Regions from separate parts of the Mus musculus genome. Here regions 2 and 3 are each linked to region 1. The links are chromatin contacts, called in public promoter capture Hi-C maps. All regions are on one chromosome and are shown on one strand. The core of a region is the stretch at or near the end of the contact, and the rest is flanking DNA. Distances in the headings are between cores, read along the strand shown.

Evidence for each region. Promoter capture Hi-C pulls out the DNA fragments that hold promoters and counts their contacts.
Region 2: a promoter capture Hi-C map of pre-B cells shows a contact between it and region 1. The contact joins the promoter of A430105J06Rik here to the promoter of Nsl1 in region 1. A contact is called at or near these places in 2 of 39 promoter capture datasets (liver and pre-B cells) and 1 of 484 Hi-C or Micro-C datasets (CD4 T cells).
Region 3: a contact with region 1 is called in a promoter capture Hi-C map of pre-B cells, with 2.6 times the contacts expected there. The contact joins the promoter of Cr1l here to the promoter of Nsl1 in region 1. A contact is called at or near these places in 1 of 39 promoter capture datasets (pre-B cells) and 1 of 484 Hi-C or Micro-C datasets (B cells).

Annotation. Positions count from the first base shown.
Region 1 is chr1:191,060,803-191,064,886 of GRCm38.p6, reverse strand. Nsl1 (NSL1, MIS12 kinetochore complex component) reads right to left here and starts at 1,866. Exons shown (of 6, transcript NM_198654.3): 1 at 1,615-1,866. The coding sequence starts at 1,848. Tatdn3 (TatD DNase domain containing 3) reads left to right here and starts at 1,977. Exons shown (of 10, transcript NM_001357166.1): 1 at 1,977-2,086; 2 at 3,630-3,662. The coding sequence starts at 2,030.
Region 2 is chr1:186,747,152-186,751,235 of GRCm38.p6, reverse strand. A430105J06Rik (a long non-coding RNA gene) reads right to left here and starts at 2,413. Exons shown (of 2, transcript XR_003948551.1): 1 at 1,412-2,413. It overlaps Rrp15 (ribosomal RNA processing 15 homolog (S. cerevisiae)), which reads left to right and starts at 1,878. Exons shown (of 5, transcript NM_026041.2): 1 at 1,878-2,072. The coding sequence starts at 1,928.
Region 3 is chr1:195,129,311-195,133,394 of GRCm38.p6, reverse strand. Cr1l (complement component (3b/4b) receptor 1-like) reads left to right here and starts at 1,825. Exons shown (of 10, transcript NM_013499.2): 1 at 1,825-2,207; 2 at 3,386-3,565. The coding sequence starts at 2,090. Gm32313 (a long non-coding RNA gene) reads right to left here and starts at 1,951. Exons shown (of 3, transcript XR_865921.3): 1 at 437-1,951.

The DNA.
Region 1 (4,084 bases), core at 617-3,116:
GGGGAAGTCAAGGAGGACTTAAAATACGAGATTGTTTGAAACTGTTGTCAATGGGCACGCCTTCTGTACCACTTCTATAATTAAGAAGTAAGCATAAATAATGACTGATAATTATGAGCTAGAGTATGTATTCTATACTAGTATCTTATAAAAAGGGCTGTGATATAGCTCAGTGGACAACACTTTGCTAGCAAGAGCAAGGAAGGCTCTGCTTTCAATTCTTAGCACTAAAGGGAAAAAAAAACCTATTTTATAGGATAAGATTCTTACTATATTAAACTCTTGAGGACATTTAGAAAACAAATTGTCTTTGAAATACTCATTGCTGTTTCATCTATCATTTAAGAATGTCACTGTGTTTCTCAGTCTTTCCTAGATGTTTATCAACAAACCTTCTCTACTTCTGATTCTCTTTAAGATCTCATTCAACAAGCTATTAGAGGTGAAGTCACATTTGTCTATTCCTACATGTAAATGTTCTCATTATCTTAGCATTTTTCTATAATCAGATAAACCCTCTTAGTTACAGTCATCTCCCAAGATAACTATTAAAAACATTAAGTGCCGTTTCTCTCCTTGCCTTACTTCTAAGGAGAGAATAACACAGGAGCTACTATTCCCAAAACTGGGGTATAAAACTACAATCCAAGGAAGGTTTCTTCATTATTCTTTCCCTTAACCACTGTTGTTTTAGTTTTTGATGCTGACAACCTCTATATTTACTCTGCACTCTTGTCATTGGTCATGAATGTGCTGTTACAAGCTTGAAACTTTCCCCTACATATAGGCTGTTTATCTGCTTGAGTTAGCAGTCCTTCGATCTCTAGTGTCTTTTCCCAGAAACCATCATATTCAGGGGTACACAAAATATAGGAGAAATAAGTGTGTTCTAAGGGTTTATGGGTGCCGGGGGAGCAACAGGATGCACAGGTTCTACGTAGCCCTGGCTTGTCTGGAACTCACGGCGTGGACCAGACTAGTCTCGAACTCACAGAGATTTGCATGCCCCTGCCTTCCGAGTACTTGGCATACACTGTCATGACCAGCTCAACTAGAACTTGGTAAAATTTAACACCAAGACAGCTTCTTCATCTATTTTCAACTTAAAAAGAAAATGTTTTCTCCCCGAATCCACACGATGTTATAAAAACAAACAAAAACAATAACAATGACCAAAAACCTAGCCAGATGACTGACTTCAAGGATTATCATTTCCTGGAGAATTCCTCATACCAACCAGCAAAGTTGCGCTGGCCCACAGGAGAGCGACTTTGTCTTTACTGCGCACTTAACTACCAAAAGAAATGTTTTGTAAAACACAAGATTTGAAAGCTTGCTATGAAAGCAAAATGTGATGCCTTGTTTATACGTATAGCGCTGTACATGTTCAAGAATATGGGTACACTTAATACCGCCTGCTTCTTAAGATTACATACGTGTTCGCCCTGTATGTTCCTGACAGGAAGCAGCACCCAGGCGGCACTAGCATCTAGTTGCCTTCCCTGGCATTTCCCAAGCCAGTCTTGGGCATCGTTCCATCTGCGAAGGCCTGACATGGGCCCCGAGCCAGAGCCAGGATGCGCTGGGTGAGGACCGGGAAAGAGGGGTCCGTACCCACTGTGCGTCCCGCAGCGCGAGCTCGCGGACGTCCTCCGGCAGCACGGCCCCGAGCTCCTGCACGAAGCGACCGCACATCTCCATCACTTCCATCACCGCCCTCTTCAAGGTGCAGCGCACTCGGAAGTCCTCTAGGGGAGAGTCTGCTGCCGTGGCCTGAGGGTCTGAGGCGGCCTGGGCATCGTGGTCCTGCGGGGCGGAGACGAGCACTGTTTCAGAGACAGCCGCCATCTTCCCGGTTTAAACTAAGGCGGGAATCGCTGAGACCGGAAGGATGCTTCCCTCCCTGGAACGCTCCTGCACGCGTCCGACTGGAAACCCGATCCGCCGCCGCCGCAAGGTTCCGCCTCGGGTTCCGCGGCCCCAGAGTTCCGCCGCCTGGCTTGCAGTCGAGAAGCCTGCAGGAGTAGCTATGGGTTTGGGGTTAGTGGACTGTCACTGCCATCTCTCCGCCTCGGACTTTGACAACGTATGTGAGGGGGACTTGGGGCTTGCGGGAGTCGGGAGGGCCGTGTCTCCTTTCCCGCAAGTTTTTCTCCCCCAAATCCTCAGACCGTACCTAGTCTATGGCGACCCTTTCGAACCAGCGTCCTGGAACTGACATTCCTCATCTTACACGGCGGTTAACTATTTCTATGAAGCTTTAGTTTGTCGTCTCAACACCCCTTTCTCCTACCACTCTTGAGGTGTGCTGATCCATCCAAGCCCTTAGCAGAGGTTCTAGTTCTGGCCCGGCAGAGGGACAAACAAAAATAATAACACTTGATGGAGTGAATGTGTAGGGATGGAAATAGGTTTTACCGGCTACATTGGGGAAAGTGAAGAGGAAGGAGAAGTAGGTGCCTTTTTCTTAGGAGGTGACGCTTAGGGTGTGAGTGTATGGTAGTGATGAACACCGGCAGGTTGTAGACCTCCCATACATTATAGAATTTGATCTGTTTTAGTTAACCAGCAGCTGGAAACACTTAATAAAGGAGAAATTTCCAGGAGCTGGGAAGGGTAGGTCAAGGTCAGTAAGACATTTGGATTGCATTAGATGCACAGTCTTAACCCTTAAAAGTTTAAAAACAAACCCATTTTAAATATATATAGAGAGCGAATATTCTGAAGACAAATTTGCTGCTGAGTGGCAAAAAGGTGGAGGAGAGAAAGTGAGAGCATTTAGGAAACGTCTCAGTTTACAGACAAGAGCTGGTAGAAGCCAGTACAGTGAGAATATCATGAGAATACCATGTACTCAACAAATTTTAGGAATAACACCAACAGTACATGCATGCCTTGGATAAGAACAGCAAGGGGAGGAAGAAATCGAGCATGACTTAGATTTCAGTTTGTGCTTCCTGTAAGGAAGATGGTGATGGCCTTTGCTGAGACGAGAAAAGGTTTGGGATCAGAGTGGGCAGGTGGGCAGCTGGAAATCCTAGTGGGGGGATATTGGTTAAGTCTGATCTCATCCAAGTGGAAAGATTAGAATACATAATCATTTCAAATGTGAGTCGTGGGTCTTGGAGAGAGTAAAAACTCTGTAAGTTGGAGATTCAGCATGGTATCAAAAACCACGAGAAGGGGAGGATATAGCTTAGTGATAGAGATCTTACATAGTGTGGTCGAGGATGTTAAACAAACAAAGGAAAAAGGCAGAATCCCTTAAGGCAAGTGGAAAGAGAACAGAAGAGCTTGAAGTCACAAAAAGGACAGAGAATCAGTCAAGGAGACTGAAGAGTTACCTACCACTAGGCTGTGAAAGCAAATCATGAGGGAAATGTCCAGAAGCCTCTGAGGGACAGAGTGAGAGAGGACAGGAAAGCTCTGTGTGTTTGGCAACAGAGATCTCTGTTTTGATATAGTGTGCATCATGGACTGTGAGAGTAAGGAGGAGGGTGACTTCATTTTCTGCCACTCTGTTCCTTGCTAACAATGTTGTCCTTAATGGTGCCTCTGCTGCCTGTATATGGACCAAGAGCAGTTAATTACTCGTGTAAAACAAACGTGGTTGCTTCTGTTTGTTGTAGGATCTGGATGATGTGTTGGAGAAAGCCAGGAAGGTAAGCTAGAATCCATATCCCCCCCCCTTTTGTGCCCTTCCTGTTTCATTCAACATACTGTTTTTAGGGACCAAGTAGGCAGACTCTGCTGTTTCCGTGGTCAGCAGTATATTTAAGCTCTCACTCTGTGCCAGCCACAGAGCTAACCCCCCACTGAACTTTAGATCATTTAAAGTCTCACCTTCTGAGGAAGTTACTCTTTTATAGTCATATATTCTCCATTTGATAGATGAGGAATCTAATGTCTGCAGGTTAGTAGCAGGACAAAGGCACATGCTAATGAAATGATAGAGACATGCTGGTCTGATTTAAAAATGTGTCCCTACAGCCACCATGCTTAGCAGCACTGGAGAATGGGGCAGTCAGTCTTTTGAGTTTTAAAGTCATATTATTTTGGAGATCAAGGGTGTATTACAGTCTTT
Region 2 (4,084 bases), core at 1,164-3,663, 4.3 Mb after region 1:
AGTCTTTATTAGCTGGGCAGTGGTGGCGCATGCCTTTAATCCTAGCACTCAGGAGGCAGAGGCAGGCGGATTTCTCAGTTTGAGGCCAGCCTGGTCTACAGAGTAAGTTCCAGGACGGTGAGGGCTACACAGAGAAACCCTGTCTCAAACCCCTGCCTCCCCCCCCCCCCCAAAAAAAAGTCTTTATTAGCTGCCCAGCAACTGGACTGGGATTTTAGGATCTCACCGTACCAGTGAGCCTTTCTGAGGGCGAGCCTTTAAGCACAACCCTATGCTCTGAGTTGATATACTTCAGTTATTAAGAGCAGTTAGCCAGAAATGGAACTGTAGAAGCTAAAAGGAAGGTTAGTACATTTTGAGACTTTCTCAGAACTGTATGGACTTTGATGGATTAGGTCTTTGTTTTTGTTTTGACAGGTGGTACTGTCTACATTTCTTACAGCTTGAATGGTGCTTCCATCATGGAGTCAGTTAGGCTAAGGTCTGGGGCCCTGTTACAGTGCTAAATATGTGACCAAAGCGAAGTAGCCTCAGGGCCAGCCAGCACAGCGTTCTAATTAAAGCACTGTACTGCTATAGAGGTGAGAAGACCCAGGAAGTAGCAATACCTGGGAAACTCATTTATGTGGACTGGAATTGTTCTTTTCAGAGACTTACGCTGGCATCTGATCGTCTCTTAAACCATACTTACAAAGCTGTATTTCCTGTGCCATTAAAAAAAATGTTTTCTTGTTTTTAGGATGTATATATATATATATATATATATATATATATATATACATACATACATAGACACCAATTGAAATCAATCAACATGAGGATTCACATTTTCTGTTGCTTTTCTTTCTTTTCTTATATTTTTATTTTTTTCGAGACAGGATTTCTCTGTGTAGCCCTGGCTGTCCTGGAACTCACTCTGTAGACCAGGCTGGCCTTCAACTCAGAAATCTGCCTGCCTCTGCCTCCCCAGTGCTGGGATTAAAGGTGTGCACCACCACGCCCAGCTTTTCTTTTTCTTTTAAGACAAATCTGGAGTACTAAAAACCAATATATAAAGAATGAAAACCTACTGGTTCGCTATAGACGGCTGCTGGGACGTATTTCAGGAGACCAGATCCTTTAATAACACTGGTGGGCTTTGGGGTGGGGGCTGGAATATGGTGGGGAATCCAAGAGCAAGTCACAAAACCAAGGGGATTCCTTACATTTGTAGTCCTTCGAAGGAAGGGTGGAGTCTGAGTTTAGCAGATTAGTGAAGGAACTAGGTAGGATTTAAAGGTTTAATTTAGGAGGGTAATCCTATTGTCGCCCTCACCCCCAAACCCCACCTTGGGACTAACTGCAAGGCTGCTTTAGTTTAGGGCAGGTGCTAGGGAGGATTTAGGACATGGCTCATTCCACCGCCCCTTACCCGGGCAGCCTCTCAGATCTATCAAAATCCAGAAACGTCCATTCAAAAACACCGTGCTTGGTCCTTAGGGGAAAAACAACAACAACAACAACAACAACAACAACAGAACAATAGCCAACAACAACAACAACAACAACAACAACAGAACAAAAGCCAAACCAGCACAAGAACATGTTAAGAGTTGAGCTTGCTTTCTGATTCCGTAGCTGTTCCCTTGTTATCCATTCCTTCTCGGAGAGTCTCGATTCAGTGGGTTCGGAATGCGGTTTCTAACTCGGAACCCAGCTTCTGGGGGAGGGAAAGGAGAGCAGTCAGCAGCAGCCGCCCAGAAGGGGCCGGGGTGAGGCCAGGAACCGACTCTGCCGGAGAAAACCGGTAGGTCGTGTCCTCTCTCCGTCCCTACCCGAGGCTCCCACAGCGGAACTTCAGGCGGGACAACTGTTCCGGAACTAGAGGAGGAAGTTCCGTGTGTTGCAACACGACGGAATTATCAGGTGGCACTTCCGGCGAGCCAAGATGGCTGCGGCCGTTCAGGACTCACGTGTGAGCCCAGGGGAGATACTGAAGCGTTCTCCGAAGAAGAAGAAAAAGATGAAGATGGTAGCCAAGGCTGCAGCGTCGAAGCTAGAAGATGAGGTCAAAGACTCTTCTGATGGAGAAGGTAATGTGGCCTGGCGGAGCTTCGGCGGCTGAGCTTCCTTCCCATGGCTAGGGTTGCGTTTCCTTGCCGTTGAGTGTGTGGGGCGAGTGAGGTTGGGCGAGGAGCCCTGCTGTTCCGAGGCTCCTCGCTGTCACGGTTAATTTTGTGTTTCCACTCAGTCAGCTGTTACTGAGATGGGCGAAACTGCCGGTGCCAATCAGAAACTTAACAGTAAAGGAAGAGATAATGACAGGCAGTACACAAATTAAGAGCAGAGCAAAAGATGGGCAGGCGATAACCCCAGGCCTTTTGCAGGTCCTGTACCCGCTTAGAAGTGGAGTAAAAACACGGTTAGTTGTCGCAGATCAAAACATAGGCTAAGTGTTTGGGCACAGAAGAACCAAAGCTGGTATTGAGAACCTTGCAAAATGTTCGCATCTTTGGGAGGATTTGACTCTTTTTACTTACAGCCAGTCAGTTTGTTAGCAGATCATAGAAACGGCTGTAAGAGCAATGTTGCGAGCTTCTATTTGGAACCCCTAGCAAAGTGAAAGGAAGGGTCGCGATTGAAATAATGGGTGGGATAGGCTCAGGGAGCCAGCAGCAAGAGGCCACAAGAGAGAAGAAATACTGTTACTGTGCAGGGGGGATTGTGAGCCTTTGGGAGTTAGAAAAGAGAGAGTTAAAGAAATGGTAAAGGAGAGATACTGAAGTAACGTTTGATACAGTTTCAGAATGAAAGGTAGGTGAGTCTCCGGAGGTCTCCCCATTGTGTGGCTGGGGTTGGCTGCTACTTTTAAACATACTTCTTGGCAGGAGCTTCTTAGGAAGCTCAGGCATTTGGCTCCCACACTCCTTTACTGCTTCGGTGTGGCTAATGCTTTCAGTTAACCGCGAATGTGGCTTCAGTTACTACGGGAAGCCACTAGTTCATGAGTAACATTCAGAATTTTTAACTTGCTTTTAACTTGCATGATAGGTCTGGTCACTTGCTGCTCTGCTGTTTTCTGTTCATGTTGGCTGCTCATTCTGGAGGTCTCTGCCTTTTGCCTGCAGTATTCCTGAAACACCTGTATGTCACCTACATTTTCATTGACTTCAGTCTCTGGTCCAGTACTTGTCAAAGAGATTTTCCCTTATTTTTCTAATGCAGCCTTTTCTGTCACTCTCACTTGAGGCTTGATGCTTTGCTTTCTTTAGACGCTTTTATTATTATTATTACTTTATTTATTTTTAAGTTGTATGTATGTGCGCTGGGCGTGAGAGGAGATTGAATGGCTGCTGAGGAAGAAACTGTTCCTGTGGAAGAGCAATGCATGCACATGTTCTCCAGCCCCACTCTGCTCACTTTAAAAGCACCACGTTTTAAATCTTGTGAAGCGTTTGTGCTGTTTGAAAGTTCCCTAAGTGTGCAGACACTTGAACCTCAGTTCCTAGATCAACAACTGTCACTCAGGGGTCCATAAGTTAACGAATGAGTGCACTTGGACTTCAAGACCAAGAAGCAGCTGACTAAGCTTTTGAGGTCCTCAGCCCTCACCAGAGGGGTTAAAAAAACAACCTGTTGGGCAGGAATTAGAAGCTCTGGTCCTGGTGGTGTTTTTACTGCATTGGTTTATTTGCTGTGTACCCACATGTGGAGGTCTGAGGACTTATAGGAGTTTGGCAGCAGGTGCCATTACCTGCTCAGCCATTTTATCTCCTATGGTACAGTTTTGAATTGAATAATTGTAAGCATTACTGTCTAAGAAAAAAAAAACACTATTACATTTAAGTAAGACATCAACACTGCTTTCGGATTTGGGTGGAAATTGGATTTCTTTTCTCAATATTAGATAATTGCGAGGGAAAATGTTCTTTTCAGCACAAATACTGACTAGGTGTCTAAAGTTTTCTTCAGCTTTAGATCATATGTTAAGGAGGCTTTTGAATAATATAGAAACATATAATGAATATAATGAAAACATATAATATAGAAACATCCAATGAATGTTTGCACTCTATTATGTTACAGTAACCCTCTAGGCAGTGAC
Region 3 (4,084 bases), core at 576-3,075, 4.1 Mb before region 1:
CAAGAGACCAGTTGTGGCAGGTCTATGGGTTTGCAGACACTGTGAAATGGAGATTTTGAGAATCAGGACACTGGGAGTGAACCAGAAGGGTAGGACTTGTGGTTAAGAGGGATAGTTAAGCTCATGGAGAGGACACAGTTATAATGACAGTTCTAGGATATTCTCATGAGCCTTGGTGGCATAGTAGAGTGGAGGACAAGATCATAGGCAAAGATAATTTAAGGAACGGTGAAGCCAAGCATGTGGAAAAAAGTTTCTGTAATCTTTGAAGCCAATGAGGAGTGAGAGAAGAGGAGCATTGTTGGAAGTAAATATCAGCCAGGAGCTAAACCCATCAAGGACTCAGGGAAGAAAGTGGATGCTAAAATGTAACCTCCAAACAATGTGGGGATAGCAGTGTATTCTGATAGCATATGGTGCAAGAAAGTATACTTACCTGCAATATAACTTCTTCCATACTTTTTCGAGAATAACTTAAATTCTAAATCCAAAGTGCTAGCAGGACTGGTTCCATATGAAAGCTTCGGGGAAGAATCTGCTTATTTGTTCCACATTTTAGAGGCTGCTATCATTTGCTCTCTGGAGGCAGCAACTTTGATCTCTGCCCTCATTGTTCTTCCTCTCTGATTTAGGACTATGTTCCTGTAAGGTTCCTTAGGGTTATTAAGCCCACTTTGGCAGACAGGATTACCTCCCCACTTAAATGTTCTTGATTTAATTTAATTAGCCATTTCTTTTCCTGCCGTATAAAGTACCTATCACAGGTTCTGAAAACAGAATGTGGACATGTTTGTTCGCATGTCCTATTTCTCTCTTGGAATATTTGAGTTCTTAATTCTATTCCCCAAACTTGGCTCTTTATATTTGTTATTTCTAGAAGCACTACCACCAATCTCTGAGTAGGGCTCTCTCTCTCTCTCTCTCTCTCTCTCTCTCTCATTAGTATTAAGAAAGGAATTAAAATTCAGTGCAAATCCTGTTTATTCCATTTCTGAAAACTTATTAATTGTTCATCTGCCATCAAATCTCACTTGGATGATGGCAAGGCCTGGCTTCGCTCCCTGATTCATTACTGCACTATCCTGGTCTAGGCTGAATAGCACTGACATGGTTGTGAACAAAAACTTCCGGAAAGAAACTGCGTCTGACTGTGAAAGGAAATTCCTGAAAGTTAACTGTTTCTGCAAAGACTATTGGCTGATTAGAATTTCAGTACTCTGGAGAGATTGCAATTTTGCTGGTCCAGAGACCAATAATTACCTTATCTTGGGCTAAGTCAGAACTAACATCATGATACAATAGATACAAAACAAACAAACAAACAAACAAACAAAACCACAAACAACCTTTTAGAATCTACTGACTTATCAGGCAACTAGCTTCTACCAATACAAAAGCCGAGTGCCATTAGAGTCATCCTGAGCCTATAGAAAAGCTTCCACTACCTGCTTCTTGTATGTACCCAACAATATATTTTAAACTTGCCTTAATTTGTGACTTTCTCTGCTCTGTAAAACCACAAAAACTTTATGAAACTGCTTCCATGAAATTTGGGGTGACCATATCATTGTTCCAGGGTCATGATCACTCAAAATGGCTTCAGAATAAACTCCTAATCCTTTTAAGATGAGAGCTATGGTTTTTACCTTTCATTTTTTGTTTCCAGCGGCACGTTACATCCGAATTCATCATAAGGAAATAGGTTCTTACTGTATACTAGACAGGGTATGCAACTGTCAGCTCACTGTTGCAGATTAGGGTTAGGCTCCACCCTTGCAGATTTTTAAAAGGAGTAAGGCCGGGCTATATGCAAACCGAGTTCCCATAATGCCTTGTTTTCTTTGGAGTCGAAGGTTCCTGCAAGTGGAAAACTTCCTGGAGCTGACCTACTAGGTATTGAACCAGTTTCTGCATTGCTGAATCAATCTCCCAAGGGTAATTCCACAGAAATCCCAGGGGCTTGGAGTAAACAAGACCGCGCCTAGCCCAGCTAGAGGAAGTTTTATTCCGGAACCCAGCGCCATTTCTGGGTGGGACTGCTTTCTACACCATTTGCCGTAAAACGTTGTTTGAGAACGGTGTGAGGGGAATGGAGGTCTCTTCTCGGAGTTCAGAGCCTCTGGATCCGGTGTGGCTCCTTGTAGCCTTCGGCCGGGGAGGAGTCAAGCTAGAAGTTTTGCTGCTGTTCTTGCTGCCATTTACTTTGGGTGAGCTGCGGGGAGGCCTGGGGAAGCACGGACACACGGTTCACCGGGAACCCGCGGTAAATAGGCTCTGCGCAGACTCCAACGCTGGTCTGGGCTGCCTGTGAGTGCTCAGCGCCCCTTTCCCATGGGTGAGCGTGGGGCGCCCTCTACCCAGATCTTGGGTCGTACGCAGCCGGCAGGAACGCGTGGTCTCCCAGCTGCTTGTCTTTATTAGCTGTACGCTGTGCTTTTCTGTGCTGAATGTAGTGAGAGAAACGGTGTGGGGAGCAGGGGGTTGCAGGAATATTGAGAGATGCAATTTCTAATCCTAGAATTTGGTTATGAGGAAAGTTAATATTTTTGTGTTTCCTTATCTGTGAAATGGAGATATTGATGTCTTTCGTGGTATTGGTATTTAATAGGTGCCATCAAATATCTAACCCAATTTCAGCTCCTTAATTTATTTCTATCTTGAGACATTCCCTATGCACTTTCTCCGAAGGCCTAGACAAACAGGCCCAGGGATACAGTTTTCACACAGTGAGACTGTGTACTTTATCTCCCACCCCAAATCCTCATTAACTCCCTTGAGCTTCCACTTTAAGGAAGGTCCTTCCACTCCCACTCCAAGGTAAGATTTGAAAAGCTAGCAAGCCTCAAGGTGCAATGAAATATTTGCAAGTAGAAAAGACTGTAGAATTTACATATTAAATTTTACTGATGGTTAAGAACAAAATAGAGTGCCCATTTTACCCACCATGAAAGTTCTAATTTCCCTTTCCTTTCTCCTTAATCAGAACTTTCTAAGAGAAAGACTTCCTTGAAGTCTTTTGCATTGTTTGTTTTTTATTGTATTTCCAAAGTTAAATGAAAATGATTTTTTTCCAACATATAGTTATTGGTTACATATTATTTGACTCTCTCTGCCACATAATTAATGCTGCTAAGACTTAAAAGAAAATAACTGAGTCTAGAAGTTAAATCAAAATATGTATTGGAAAGTACATTAACAAAATGAAATGCAGTTTCATTTTTTAAATTATATTATTTTTTCCCCGTTGACCATAGTACTGATCCATTCCTGAGTGCCAGAGAGGAGGATCATGCATGGTCCATTGTAGCTAGCTGGAGAACTGAGAGTATGAGGGATGATGCAAGTTCTTTTATCCAATGTAATGTTGCTGTGTCTCATTCAACAGGTCACTGCCCAGCCCCATCACAGCTTCCTTCTGCCAAACCTATAAATCTAACTGATGAATCCATGTTTCCCATTGGAACATATTTGTTGTATGAATGTCTCCCAGGATATATCAAGAGGCAGTTCTCTATCACCTGCAAACAAGACTCAACCTGGACGAGTGCTGAAGATAAGTGTATACGTGAGTAACTGCAGAAGAGGCTCCTTTGTGCCAAATAGTAGAGTCGGCCTCAGTTTGTCTGGATTTTAGATTATGACTCATTATTAGTAATCTTATCTAAGGTATATAGTACATGTGGATCATCATTCTTGTCAGTCAAGTCTTTTTAACTGTGATTCTGTCTTCTCAATTGTTAATAAATTTAATAAGAATGATTGTCACAGGGCATGCTTAAGAGAAAATATCATCAGAATATTTCACTTAGGGTGTCTAACTTTGCACAAGTGTCATTAAGTAATGATTCTGAAACAAAGTGTATTTAATAACTAAGAGATGAAAAATGTTCAGACTTTAAGGCCAATAAATTAGAATACTTAGAAGAATGCTTCATGTTTTAGGGAGCCACTGTGTGAAAATAAGAAAAAACTTGGATGAGAGTTCTTTTGGAAGCTAGTGTCTGATGAATTTCCCCAAAGTGGCAAAAACTTTGAAGTATTACAAATATATATATTCTACAGTAAGTTATAATCAGGTTAGAAA